Linked DNA regions of Sus scrofa: region 1 is linked to region 2. Evidence: chromatin contacts called from public Hi-C data. All regions are on one chromosome and are shown on one strand. Each heading gives the region's core, a stretch centred on a gene start, on an enhancer-like site or on the middle of the called end of the contact. The rest is flanking DNA. Distances are from core to core; before and after follow the strand shown. Region 1 overlaps LOC102159394 (a long non-coding RNA gene). Region 2 has its middle 53 kb from the start of MEF2C.

What was found. Hi-C and Micro-C count contacts between places; a contact is called where the count stands out from the background.
Region 1: a Hi-C map of fetal heart ventricle shows a contact between it and region 2, with 2.4 times the contacts expected there. The contact joins two enhancer-like sites. A contact is called at or near these places in 3 of 47 Hi-C or Micro-C datasets (embryonic fibroblasts, fetal heart ventricle and heart right ventricle).

The regions. Positions count from the first base shown.
Region 1 is chr2:96,613,685-96,619,770 of Sscrofa11.1, reverse strand. LOC102159394 (a long non-coding RNA gene) reads right to left here. Exons shown (of 6, transcript XR_002341810.1): 6 at 3,333-3,787. Among named protein-coding and RNA genes, the nearest start is that of MEF2C, 400 kb to the right of the region's middle. Within about 2 kb of position 3,195, at least 12 of the 83 cell types and tissues checked have an H3K27ac peak or open chromatin away from gene starts, as enhancers often do.
Region 2 is chr2:96,266,697-96,273,136 of Sscrofa11.1, reverse strand. It overlaps a transcript of MEF2C not described here. Among named protein-coding and RNA genes, the nearest start is that of MEF2C, 53 kb to the right of the region's middle. Within about 2 kb of position 2,031, at least 16 of the 83 cell types and tissues checked have an H3K27ac peak or open chromatin away from gene starts, as enhancers often do.

The DNA of each region.
Region 1 (6,086 bases), core at 1,946-4,445, 350 kb before region 2:
TAATGTTTTGGTTTTTTTTCCTTGCCTTCTGTCTTTTTTTTTTTTTTTCCCTAAAATAGCACTCTTATCAATGTGTATAGGTACTATGGTGATAGCTGCTATACAAATACAGGAAGAGAGAACAAGAGAGTTGGGGGAGGTAATTAACTCCATTGTGTAAGACTTTCTTAAAGAAGAAGAAAGGTTCTCCATAATTTCATTCCCTTTACCAAAGTGGCAGAAAAGGGTGTTACAATCAGCCCTAGAGCACAATGCTCTAAGCAGAGTCCACCGGATTCTTCCACCTGACCATGCAAAGCAAGCTACTTCCCCTCTGGCTTTTCCGCCTCTATGTAAATAACTTCCTTATAAATGGGAAAACGGAGAGCAAGCCTTTCAAACCGTTGTCATAAATTAGAATAAATTGCATTAATTCGAAATGTAAAACTAGGAGAGCCAGGAGAACATGCAACATATTTTCCCCAAATAACACTGTGAACAAGCACAAGTGTATACTTTGGGCATATGTATATCTTTTCTCTGACTGACAGCCTGAAGGATGGTCCATGTGATTTTTGTGTTGCTGAGGTGGAAACAATCTTTATTTGGATTGAACAGCAGAGTAAACAGGAATGAATAAGAGATACAAAAGTTTACAGTACAGATGGTTTTCCTATTCTTTTTTAAAAAACTTGTATGCCTTATCAATTAGAGGTGCACTTGTCTTCCGTTCTAGTCAACTGTCTTGAGCCTTTTCACGGTCGTACACCAGAAAATTTAGAGGTGATCGGCAACTAATGTCCTGGGTTAGCACCACACAGATTAAATGCAGCAATAAAAGTTCATCTTCTCTACCTTTTATCTGTAAAAATATTTCACTTGCAGCAGTGCAGTTATGTAAGTCATTAAGGAAACAAAAAAACTTAGTGAAAACCAAAATTAAAAAATAAACAAGATATATATATATATATATATATATGTACATTATGTATGTGTGCATACACAGACATATATCCATATTTATCTGGGGAACAGGTAAAAAAGATTTTGATTATTTAAGGAAAATATTAAAAGGTGTGCCAAAAGTGGTCTCCAGAGACACTGAAGTCTCTGATTAAACTACAATTATGCCTACCTGTAAGCAGCATATACCTGTGCCTCTAAGAGCCTTCTTGCTAGAATTGGAAGAGTGTTTTCTTTCCCAAACAGTCATCTGGCTCTGTCACCAGAATGAACTGCCTTGGGTAACAGAAGAAAGGGATAACATAACCATCCATCTTCTGTCAACAAGGACCCCTTACCCATTCTGGGAGGCAAAAGGCCATTCTGATGGAATTACCCACAGCTTTATGACAGCAGTGTCAAAATGCAAAATAAATCAGCACTGCCTAAAAATTTATTCAGCATTTTGATTCATAAAATTATGGAACTGAATCACGGCTTATTTTTTAAACTCTGTCAAATAGTGTCTTTATCCCCAACATTTTTGACCACCAAATCTAGGGCAGTTTAAGGGTACAATTCAGGGGGTCCTCAGAGGATTGCAGGTCTGACTCCAGACCTGTCCTTGATTCCTGCTCTTCTGCCTGCCTTGCAAAGACTGGTTATAGCACTCAAGGGTGCTCTAATCTGGAACAATTCCCACAAAACAATCAATGGCATATCATCGTTTCTTTCCTTTTCCCAAAGAACAGGATGCACAGAAAATAATGCACATGTAGTAAAGAGTTGAGAGCCTAATGCACATAGGAAATGTGCTGCCCTCCAAATCAGCACATCAGGCCACCAGATACCAGTCTCGGGCAAGAGTTAGTCATCATTTTCTTACACAGCCACGTTCTTCTCCCAGGATTGATGCTCCTTCTTCTCCTCTACATAAAGAATTAGCTGAACAAAGTAAAAATAAAAGGACTCTGGGGCTGCAGATGGCTGACCAGCTGTTTCTGGGTGACTCCCCATGAATCAGTGCCTCATCTGAGCTTTAGTGCTTCCATGTTTGGGGGGCAAAATATTCTGCATTTTGGAAAAGTAGTTCATGGAAAATAATACAGCAAACTAACATTTATAGAAAACCACAGTAATCTTGTAACAAATGTCCTAAATTATGTACTCAAAAGCAGATCCAATTTTACCCAAGGTTCTCTGTCTGCAGTGCCTATAGGACCCCTTTTTGTTGTTGTTTATAACTGCAGCTCCTTCCAACTCCCAACCCCAAGTGTCTCTTTTTAAATGATTTACCACTTTATATAATCTACCACATAGAGGACAAAATTCAGCCTGGAGAAGCAAGGGGGTGGGGGAAGTGTTCAAGGACTTCACTTTTCTGTTCCCTTTGGAGATTCAGCTTATATTTTTTTCATTTAGTTTGATGGTAAATTAATGCTGCTTTAAAAAGACTCCCAGTTCCCTTTTGTACGATATTCATTTCTCAGTACTTAAGTGCAATGTTGGGGGTATTGACAAAATAAAAGTAAAATGGAACTTTACATTCCAGCCCCTCCTACTCTCCTTCAAAGCAGAAGTTTCTGGCAAGGCAGGAGTTTCGCTGAAGCCTTTTTCTGGTTGTCCTCTTCAATTTTAGATGATTGTTTGATGTGAATATCTCTAAGAGGGTTTATTTTAATACACAGAGGAGCAGAGATAGCTCCAAATGCCTATTATCAGGAAAAAGGCATTTTATGTGATGGGAGAGTAAAGAAACCTTCTGTGATCATTTTTATTCAATGAATGCCATTCCTTTGGGTGGGAGAGTCGAATGCTAGTACCCACACATGCTGCATGCATACCAGCATGAGCTGGAGGAATGCAGATTTCTGTATCTGAGAGCAGCTGCTAAGTGAAATGGAACGTCCAACAGATGGCTGCATTGTCATTGTTGGGGGAGGAGGAGAGGGGAGCTATTTTGGTTTTTCTGTTGAGTGTGTGTGTGTGTGCGCGCGCGCGCGCGTGCGTGCGCGTGTACACGCGCCTGTGCGTGTGCTTAATAGGATGTGTTCTCTACTACCTGGATCTCTCTGGTGTTAGCAGGGGCTTTTATTCATTCAGACTCTTAGAACTAGCACAGATCTTAGAGATCAATTGGTCAGGTCCATGTAAAGAGAAGGAACAAGAAGATTAAGGATAGCTTGTTAGAGCCAAGACCAGAAGAACTCTCTCATTAGGCCATACTGCAGGGAAGTCATGCATTCTATTTACTTGAATATTAGTATTCAGTGCCAATACTAAAACTCAAGAAAAGGAAACACTCAAGCAGTTGCAGTTTCATAGTTTGAAGAGTATGTGTGTATCATTTTCTTTTGAAGTCTTTGGGTAGAGTTGTCATGTAATTCTCATGTTGGAAGCAAGAACAAAGACACCTTATAAGCAAAGTTATATAAAGTTTTTATTATACATTTTATTGGATGTTTGGCACAATATGACCAAATGTAAATATCATGCTGTGGAATATTTTGATTCTCTAGTGGGTTCGCATTCCAGAATACAAAGAGTTAAACTTCTATGTCAAAGTTTTCAAAGGCCATGGTTGAGAAGCAAACAGAAAAGTGTTTAGGTCCCATTACGACCTGTCTGCAAAAGGTCTCCATCCCCCTTCTGATGGGAGCACTGGGTCAGTTGTACAGTCACATGGCTCAGCCATTGGTTCGTGTTTTTTTCCAGAAATAGAATCAATAGAGAACAGACAAACCCGCAGTTGCCAGTTTGTACAGTCTTGTGGTTTCTGTCAGGGGCTACAGACTCGAGCAGGTCTACCAGATAATGAAGGCAAACTATTTCAGTTCCTGTGGGTCCAAAACGCCTCAGCAGAGTTCTGGTTTCAAACAAATGAATAACAAATTAAAAGATACAGTAAAATAAGGGGATGGTGAAAATATATTAACTAAAATCAATGGAGGAGAAACACAGTTTAAAACCCTGCATTCTCAGCAACAGTCTGTGATGTATTTTGTTAATCTCCTAAAATTTATGTTAAAAGCCTTTTAACAGAAAGTCAATATTATTTGGGTGGTTGAGCAAGTATATCATCCTGTATCCGCGGTTGCATTAAATACGATGCAGAGGCTCCACTGTCTGTAGGAAATGAACAGGGGTCCATCCCACGGAAGTCCCACCTCAAGGAGATCAGACGCTTTTCCCAAAACCGCCCGTGGAGCCCAGCCAAGGATTATGCCCTCCTCTCTGCCTAGGTTCCCCACTGACGTCAACAAGAGTCCTGGAAATGAAGCAGGATCAGAATACCAGAAGCACAGCCTAATAATAGAGCAAAAATGGAGAGCAGATGGAAAATAAAGCTTCTCGATAAAGTGTGACCTAATGCTATAAATTTGTTCAGGGAAAGAAAACAATAACAACAGCAAAACAAAAAGGCCTATGAACAGACTTATTGGTGCTAAAATTCTGGATGACGGCTGACTAGTAAAACACCTAGATACTTAGAAACCTTTCAGAAAAAGAATGAATTACAAATGATAAAAAAGCAAAATTAAATTTTGGATGAGTTTGAAATACTCTGCTACTAAATGTGCCTAGGGGTAAAAATGACACAAAACCAGAAGTAAAAAAGTAGAAACAGGTCATGAACAGCTTCTTACACCCACAATTTGCACATAATTTCATCCACTGTAGCTTCATGCCACTGGGAAAAACCTGCTATACAAATGGATAAGCAGTGCTGGGAAAAGAGAGGTATGAACTTTGAACGTGGTGGTGAAAATGAGTTGAAATGCGGGACCCAAAAGTTTCTGCAAAAGGGCCCTGTCACACCCACACCTTGAGATGCTCTCACAATTTACCCATGCATCCGCACACTGGGGGGTATGTGTGGGGTGTATGTATGTGGAGTGTGTGGAGTCAAAGCCATCAGGGGTTCCTTTTATTGCTTATTATGGCTATGATGTTATATTCAAATACTCCACTTACTTTTCTGGGATAAGTAGCAAAATCTTAAAAGAAAAAAAAAAAAACACTCAATTTTTACGGTGTAAACATTTTGACAGGAGGGAGGTTTTTATATCTATGTAATAAATGGACTCATATATTACGTCTAATATGGACAAAGAAGGCCCAAAGATGTTGAGATTGGGATATAAAGAAAAATTTCCATTTCGATCACTACATACTTGGAAATGATCAAGATATTCCTATTAAAGGAATGGGCTTTTGGTTAGGAAATTTGATTAGGTAAAGTTTTAGAACAGAGCTATATTTTCTCTTTATTTTCAGTGTTCAACCACTGATAACATTAAGTGAAAAAAACCAACTTAAAAAAAAAATTTCCAGGGAGTTCCCGTCATGGCACAGTGGAAACAAATCTGACTAGGAACCATGAGGTTGCATGTTTGATCCCTGGCCTCACTCAGTTGGTTAAGGATCTAGCGTTGCCATGAGCTGTAGTGTAGGTCACAGATGTGGCTTGGATCTGGCATTGCTATGGCTGTGGCATAGGCCAGAAGCTGTAGCTCCAATTAGACCCCTAGCCTGGGAACCTCCATATGCCGTGGGTGTGGCCCTCAAAAAGACAAAAGACAAAAAAAAAAAAATTCCTTTTTATGTTTTTCACTCTAATAGTTCCTGGGCTCTGTCTCTAGCACTCATAAGAGAAATATTGTTTCTTCAGGTAGCTTTCTAGATTCTGCCTCCACAACCTCTTTGCTATCTAGACAACGTTTTCCTTTGAGTCTTGATTCTTGCTCAGCCTGATCCTTTGAACTTGATATTGCAGACCTTCCCTCACTCCCACGGAAACTCCTTCACCTCGACTTCAGCCTTAGTCGCCCTCTGCTCCTAACCCTGTGGCCAAGAATGAGCCCAGTCCATCCTTTGCCAGGCTTCTAGATGCCCAAGCCTGCAGAGCCCTAGGACTTCTGCCACCACTCACCACCCCAAGAGAAGATACTGGGCTCCCATCTCTGCTTGGAAGGTCCTCAGCCAAAGAGATCACAAGGAACTATTCTGAAGGGATGAACCCATGATACAATATAAATACATGGTATTAGGGACATAAGAATTACAAAACTCCTGACCTAGAAGACACCTAGAGATCATTCATCTTATAGTATAGGAAATTGGTACTCGAACCTGGTTGATAATTCAAAGTTCCTATGAGAAGA
Region 2 (6,440 bases), core at 782-3,281:
CTTTTTTTTTTTTACCCAAAGCACATCCTCTGAGAAAACACACAAATTAATACCTAAAACTTACAAAAATGCACATATTCATTTCATGAATACAGTGATTGCCTGGACACAATGAAGATTTAATCACCGGTGCGCAGTCTGTGTGCTGAATGTGGAAGGGTAGGTGATTAAGATCCCCGTCCTCAGCACCGTACCTTAATCTCACGGGCGCGTGGACTGCCCTGCACTCAGTAAAGCCTGACTATTCACCGAGATCTGTCATCTTTAGGAAATCAAACCAGATTACACAGGCGATTCACAAAACCAGGAGCTACAACAGAGTCTGTGCACCTTACAAAAGGCGGATTACGCAGTTCACATGTTATTTTGATAGGTCAGAGATAAAAGCTGATTGTTGGGGAATGGCAAGACACTCCAATTTCAAATGATTGCTAGATAAGTATACCACGACCCTGTTGCTTCTTCCTTATGAAGAGCCATTCAAACAGTAGAAAACTCAGTTTTCAGATGATAGGCTTTCAATAGTGAAATAAGAGAAAACATGTCCTCTTTTATATACGTAGCTTACATTTTAAGTTCCATCACTTCTTTCTGAACAGATACCAAGTTCTGGATGTTTATGTGAAGCAGTTATTATTATAAGGCTTAATTTGCAGTAGACATTTTCAAAGGCATTGTAGAGAGCATAAAACAGAATTTGCCAGAAATAAAACATACACTCATGGTATTGAGTAACAGAGCAGAAAATGCATGGTAGTTAATAGCCATTATGTTCTTCTGTTACCAAATATATTTTTCATAAAAATGTGGAATTACATAGCTAATGAATCTGTATATTTGAAATATATTTTGATAGGTGTTTATTGGTCAAATTATATGTATTTTGTGAATGTTTTATAAGGGTCATTTTTGGCCACAAAATGTGATGTTTTCAGAGTTTATTTCAGAGAAAAAGTTTAGTTGACATAATAACATTTTGAAAACCCCTACTTCTTACACATCCAACTCTACAGTAATTTCTTGCTTCTTTAAAAATTGGAGCCTTTTTTTACCCAACTGATGCCTCCTAGTGTTTCACACAATAAAACACTAATGAGTCACTCATAAATGTAAACATTGCATTTTCATTGCCTACATCTTCTGTGATACATAAAATTAATATTTATGTGTTTAATTTTCTGTGCATTATTACAGTGAGATAGGAGATTCCAATGAATGAGATGTTTCATCTGAGTGGGTTTGTGGCATACACTTGCAGGTTTTCTTTGACCATAACACTGTCTTACTAAGTTCTAATAAGTTTATTACCTTCAGCTCCAGCTTATATGCTCACTGTTTATGTTCACTCTAATTCCGAGTGAAAAACATAGACTAGGTATCAGAGCTTCCATTTTGTAGGCCTGGAAATTATACAGCTGAGTTCATCCACAAATGCCTGATGAACAAATTGCAAGGGGACTAAACCATTTCGTTTTAGATGATGAAATATCTTAAAAGATACAAAATTTTGCCTACTCTGTGTCTTTATATTTGCAAATTTCCGTGTAAAGGTAGAGTAAAAAAGAGAGTTTAAGAAAATAACAGGTAAGGATAAATGCATAGATTCCCACAAAATTGGAATCTATCGCCTTGTTAAAAATAGCAATGAAAAAAAAACTTGCTTTGGGAGCATAGTATTCAATATAGTAGAAGGAAAACTTAGAAGACAGCTTCTCCTGACCAGAAAATTGTCTAATGAGGTAGAAGTTAGTGGTTACCAACTTTGGTGTGAGTTTTCTGTCATTAAGATGGTGAGCGTAGGCTTTCCATATTCTTGTACTTCTGTGATTTCAGACAACTTTCTGATTCTATTTACAAAAGATGGCTACTTCAGTTTCTGAATATTTTTTTTAAAGTATTTATGAAAGGGAGGAGGCATTCCCTTAATGGGTCTTAGGTTCAAAGGATGTACTCGGAAGCCTGTAACATTTATGGGCCTCCTTCTGAGTTGTCATACCACACACAAGGGCACAAAAACAGCCACAGATTTCTTTCACTAACACAAGTATTCTGAGCGTCCAAACGTAGACCCTAGGCTTTGACTAAATGTGGTTCATTTCTGTTACCTCTGTATGCGTCATTTAGTTGATTCAAAACACATGCAATTTGATAATATTTGACTCATTCAAGATATTCTAATTTGGTCAATAATACAGTGCTATTACAATTCTTTGCATGTTGGACGCATTTCAAAGAATGTTAGGGGGTGTGTTCCTTTCGTTCAAGGAAGCAAACATGTAGAAAGGGGTGGACCTTTCCCACAAGAGCCACATTTCTTCCCTTGGAGAATTGAAGCAAATATGCAGTATGTAAGTGAATAACAGCATGAGAAAGAAAATAATTTCTAATCGGCTGCTGTAGTTAGTGAGCAAAGGAAACTGTCAGGTTTTTCTTAAAAGCAGTTCTAATTGATAACTTTTCTCACACTGAATGTTGAAAAAATGCCCCAAAATTTTGTAATTTTAGTATTAACTTCTATAAAGGGCACAAGAATTAATTTTGCTCAAAACAAGAATTCGGTAGTAACTATTTTACAGATTTATTGAAGCATAAAGAAATAAAGGGAGCTAAAAGTCCCATTCCCTATCTCTCTTAAGATTAAGTAGATGGCATCAATGTTCTTAGGTTAGTTGTTTTTGTTGGTGCAAGAGAAATAATTTAAAAAAATTCTATAACAAAGAATTCATTGTAAAATATAAGGATATGAAAAAGATTATCCAATAAGCATTATCTCACATTTCATTGGTATTTTTTAACATTAACTATAAAAAGGAAAGTTATATTCCTAAGTATGAAAATTATATGATACTTGTTATATACATATTTATGTTTGAGGTGATAACATGATCTTACGAGCATTCGTCATCACCACAATGTATTTGTTGTACATTGCCTAAGATAAATCTCTGTATTTATTTTTAAAATGTAGCCAGTTGTAAACAAAGTTCAAAAAATACAGGAAGGTAATCTCTTGAGGATGTTATAAAGGAAATTGGTGATATTATAAATGATAAAAACAGTAAACCTATTGCAGGCAGATTTCTGCAGGAATCATTACTCTTTAATAATGCAGATGTTATAGAGACTTTATTAATTCTTAATGTTGTAAATTTGAAATGAATGGAGCAATGTTGTTCATCCTGCAAGTGGTTGCGATTCATGTAGAATGACAGTGCAGATCTTCTAGTAATGATTTAAGTCAAGTGCCTTATACTTGTTTTTAGAGACTGGAGGAACTGATATCTGAAGCAGTCCCTGGTGAGAATCTACTTTTTCCAAACAATATCCTGAGCATGGTCTGGTTTTCCTCTTGTATCTTGTTGTCATAGATAAGATGCACATGAAGAATTCATATAAATTGTTCTTAGATACCATGGATCTCTAGCATATTGGATATAAAAAGAGATGGATATGGTCCTTTGATAGAATGCGAAGTGTTTTTTGAAACAGCTAACCACTACCCCTCTCTCTTTCACACATCTGTGATTCTTTCAGCAAGTTAGAATGATAGCAATAGAATGCTTCTTTCCCGAACCCTGAAGATAGGCAACCTTGGCTTAGATATGCTTATTTATTTGCAAATTTAGAAAATAGATTCACCAGTGTAAATAAGTAGGGATGGACAAGGAAATTAGTCTACTACTTAATAAAGTAAACATGACTTTTTTTTAACCTTCTAATTAATTGTTGACCATGCAAGAGGTATACAACTAAGGCTTATTATGGAAAGCTGGTATTACTGCTTAATGTAACATGAGGGATTGGGATTTCTTTAAAGTAATTTTGAAGATGTGATTATTTAGCAGAAATATTCACTGGAGCATTTTATTTTTAGAAATCATGGTCACACAAGGAAGCCTTTATAGGACCGACTACCTAATTGCAGTCAAAAATCTCTTTAATGAACGAACACACACACACACACATAAGAACATACATTTTAAGAATTAAATGGCCCTATATTTTTCAGTTTTTGCCACATTCTTTATATCTGAACAGAACATACATGTCTAAGCAGATGTTTTAAGTTATATCCTTCATGTAGGTGAGTCTGTAAATGTACCATTTAACTTAAATGGCTTTGTGGGAAGGTAGTTTGGGGAGTTTAAAATGGGAAAAAAAAAAAAAAAAAAAACCTCCAGTTACTATAGTTTCAGCTCTTTCTTTTTAAAAACAGTAATTACACTCAGAATAAAGAAAGAAAAATAAACTCTTTTAATTCTTTGTAACATCCACAGTTTCTGAGTTGGAGCTCTGGTGTATTTTTATTTCTGAATATGCAGGGCAGGTACTGGCAGCAGAGCTACAAAATGAAAACTTCCTGGCTGCAGACCAGATACAGTGCACAGTGCCACATCATAAACTTCCCCTCTTCTGTCTCAGAGTGATTTCAGCCCGAAGTAATGTCCTTTTTTCCCCTTGCGTAGGCTAAGGACCAGAGGGCCTTCTCCCTGGGCAATCGCTTTGGGAAAGGAAAAGCATACTGTTTCCCTTCTTTAACTTGAGACCTCTGCCTCTTAAATCACAAAGGCATTAACTGCAAAGTGGTTTCAGTATGTTTTCTTTTTCTTCCCATATAGCAGTTTAGAATGCATAAAACAAGAGGTGTAAGATAGAAAATGAGTCCTCTTCTCCACCCCCTCCTCCAGCACAGACAGGCCCAATCATATGTCTGTATTTTTGTTTGTTTTACAGAGAAAAATATAAAGGTTTCTTTTCAGTGAAGCCTGTACATTATTTTCCAGGTATGTTAGGTCATTTTGTGATGCAAATTAACATTGAGTGGTTTTTGTACTTATCGGGAGATAGCAATGTTCCACCACACAATATGTGGCACTACAATAATTATTATTGATAAACACTCACAACTTTAATGATTACTAGGTCAAAATACAAAGAGAGAAAATATGGGCTTTGGTTTGCAGATTTGGTTTATGTTCTTCATTTAAAAGGTGCAGTGTAAGTAATGTGCTTATTATCATCATGCAAAATATATCAACTTCTAAATATCTCCATTAATTTGCTTTGCATTTGAAATTATAGTCTGAAAACTCATACCTCTCATAAAACACAGTAAAAAATTGTTAAAACCAGTCTTTAATTACCAATTACATTTTTAACCATTACCAACGTGATATTTAAAAATCTTATTAAAAAATAATTTCTAGCTGCGATGGCTCCTTTCAGTCAGTAGTGGAATTCTTACTTGCGTGAAGTGTAGTCAAATTATTGCCAGCGCACCTTCCTAAAACCAGCCTTCTCTCGTCGAAATGTATTAAGTTAGAGCCTTAAGTAGAAAGTTACTACTTAATAAATATTTGTTCCAACTTTATTTTTAAACTGAATTATTGATTTAACAGTATACAAATCGCATATAAATGTTAGTTTATTAATTAATCCACTAAACCAATTATTCTCTATATAAAAATTCACTGTATCAGATCAACAGTTAAACATAATTTGATTTATTTCTCCTTAAACTAAAATAGATAAGAGATTTTTAATGTTTACATATTGAGCAACTGTTTTTCTAGGAATCCAAATGTTTCCTTAAAAAGTGTTAAGAAATGAACACAACATAGATCTTAAAATGTAAAAGGTAGCTCATAAGATCACAATGGCGTATTCTTGCCATAGGTGTTATCAGCAAGAGCCCTACACCTGGCACACTTTCAGGGCCCATTAGCAAGAGGAAAAGATAGTGAACTTTATTTTGCATATATTAATATACATTGGATCAGTAATTTTTTGACGTTTATTTCTTACAAAATTAGACATTCTCTTTAAAAATTCAGATTCAACCTTTAAAGCTGTGCTTTTATTTAGTATATGGTAGGAGACTTCTTTATCTTCTTAGAAGTCTCCAGAGCCACAGGATAATCTGAATCATCACCAGTCAATAAATATTGTTAAGACACATGGTAAAGTTTCAGTTGTTTAATATGTGCACTGGATAAATTTTTAATAGAAAATGAATTATCTTGCTATTTAGGTATTATAAAACTGTACGTGATTACAACATGCATCTCTTGGAGGTTCCTGAAGTAGGTAATTCGCTGGGGAAGAATTTTAAAAATTTTTAAATGTTAACCAGTAAATAACCAAGTATTTTCTTAAGTTACCTGATTTCTGTTTACATTTGAGGAGCCTTACTAAGTTTTTGGATGGTCTTTAAGTAAAGGTTTTGTGGTCCAGAAAATAGATCTTTTCACTCTTCTTCTGTACTAGTTAATATAATTATGTTTAAAAGGTATAAAACCTAGACCTAGTTTCATCAGGATTATTTTTCTTCACCTAAACCTGGCTATTAAAAAAAAAAAAAGGTGTATTATCCATCTGTTCGTTTCTAGTATTTATCAAAAGACCACTTGTAACCTAAAGTCTGTCTAGGTTATAGGTTT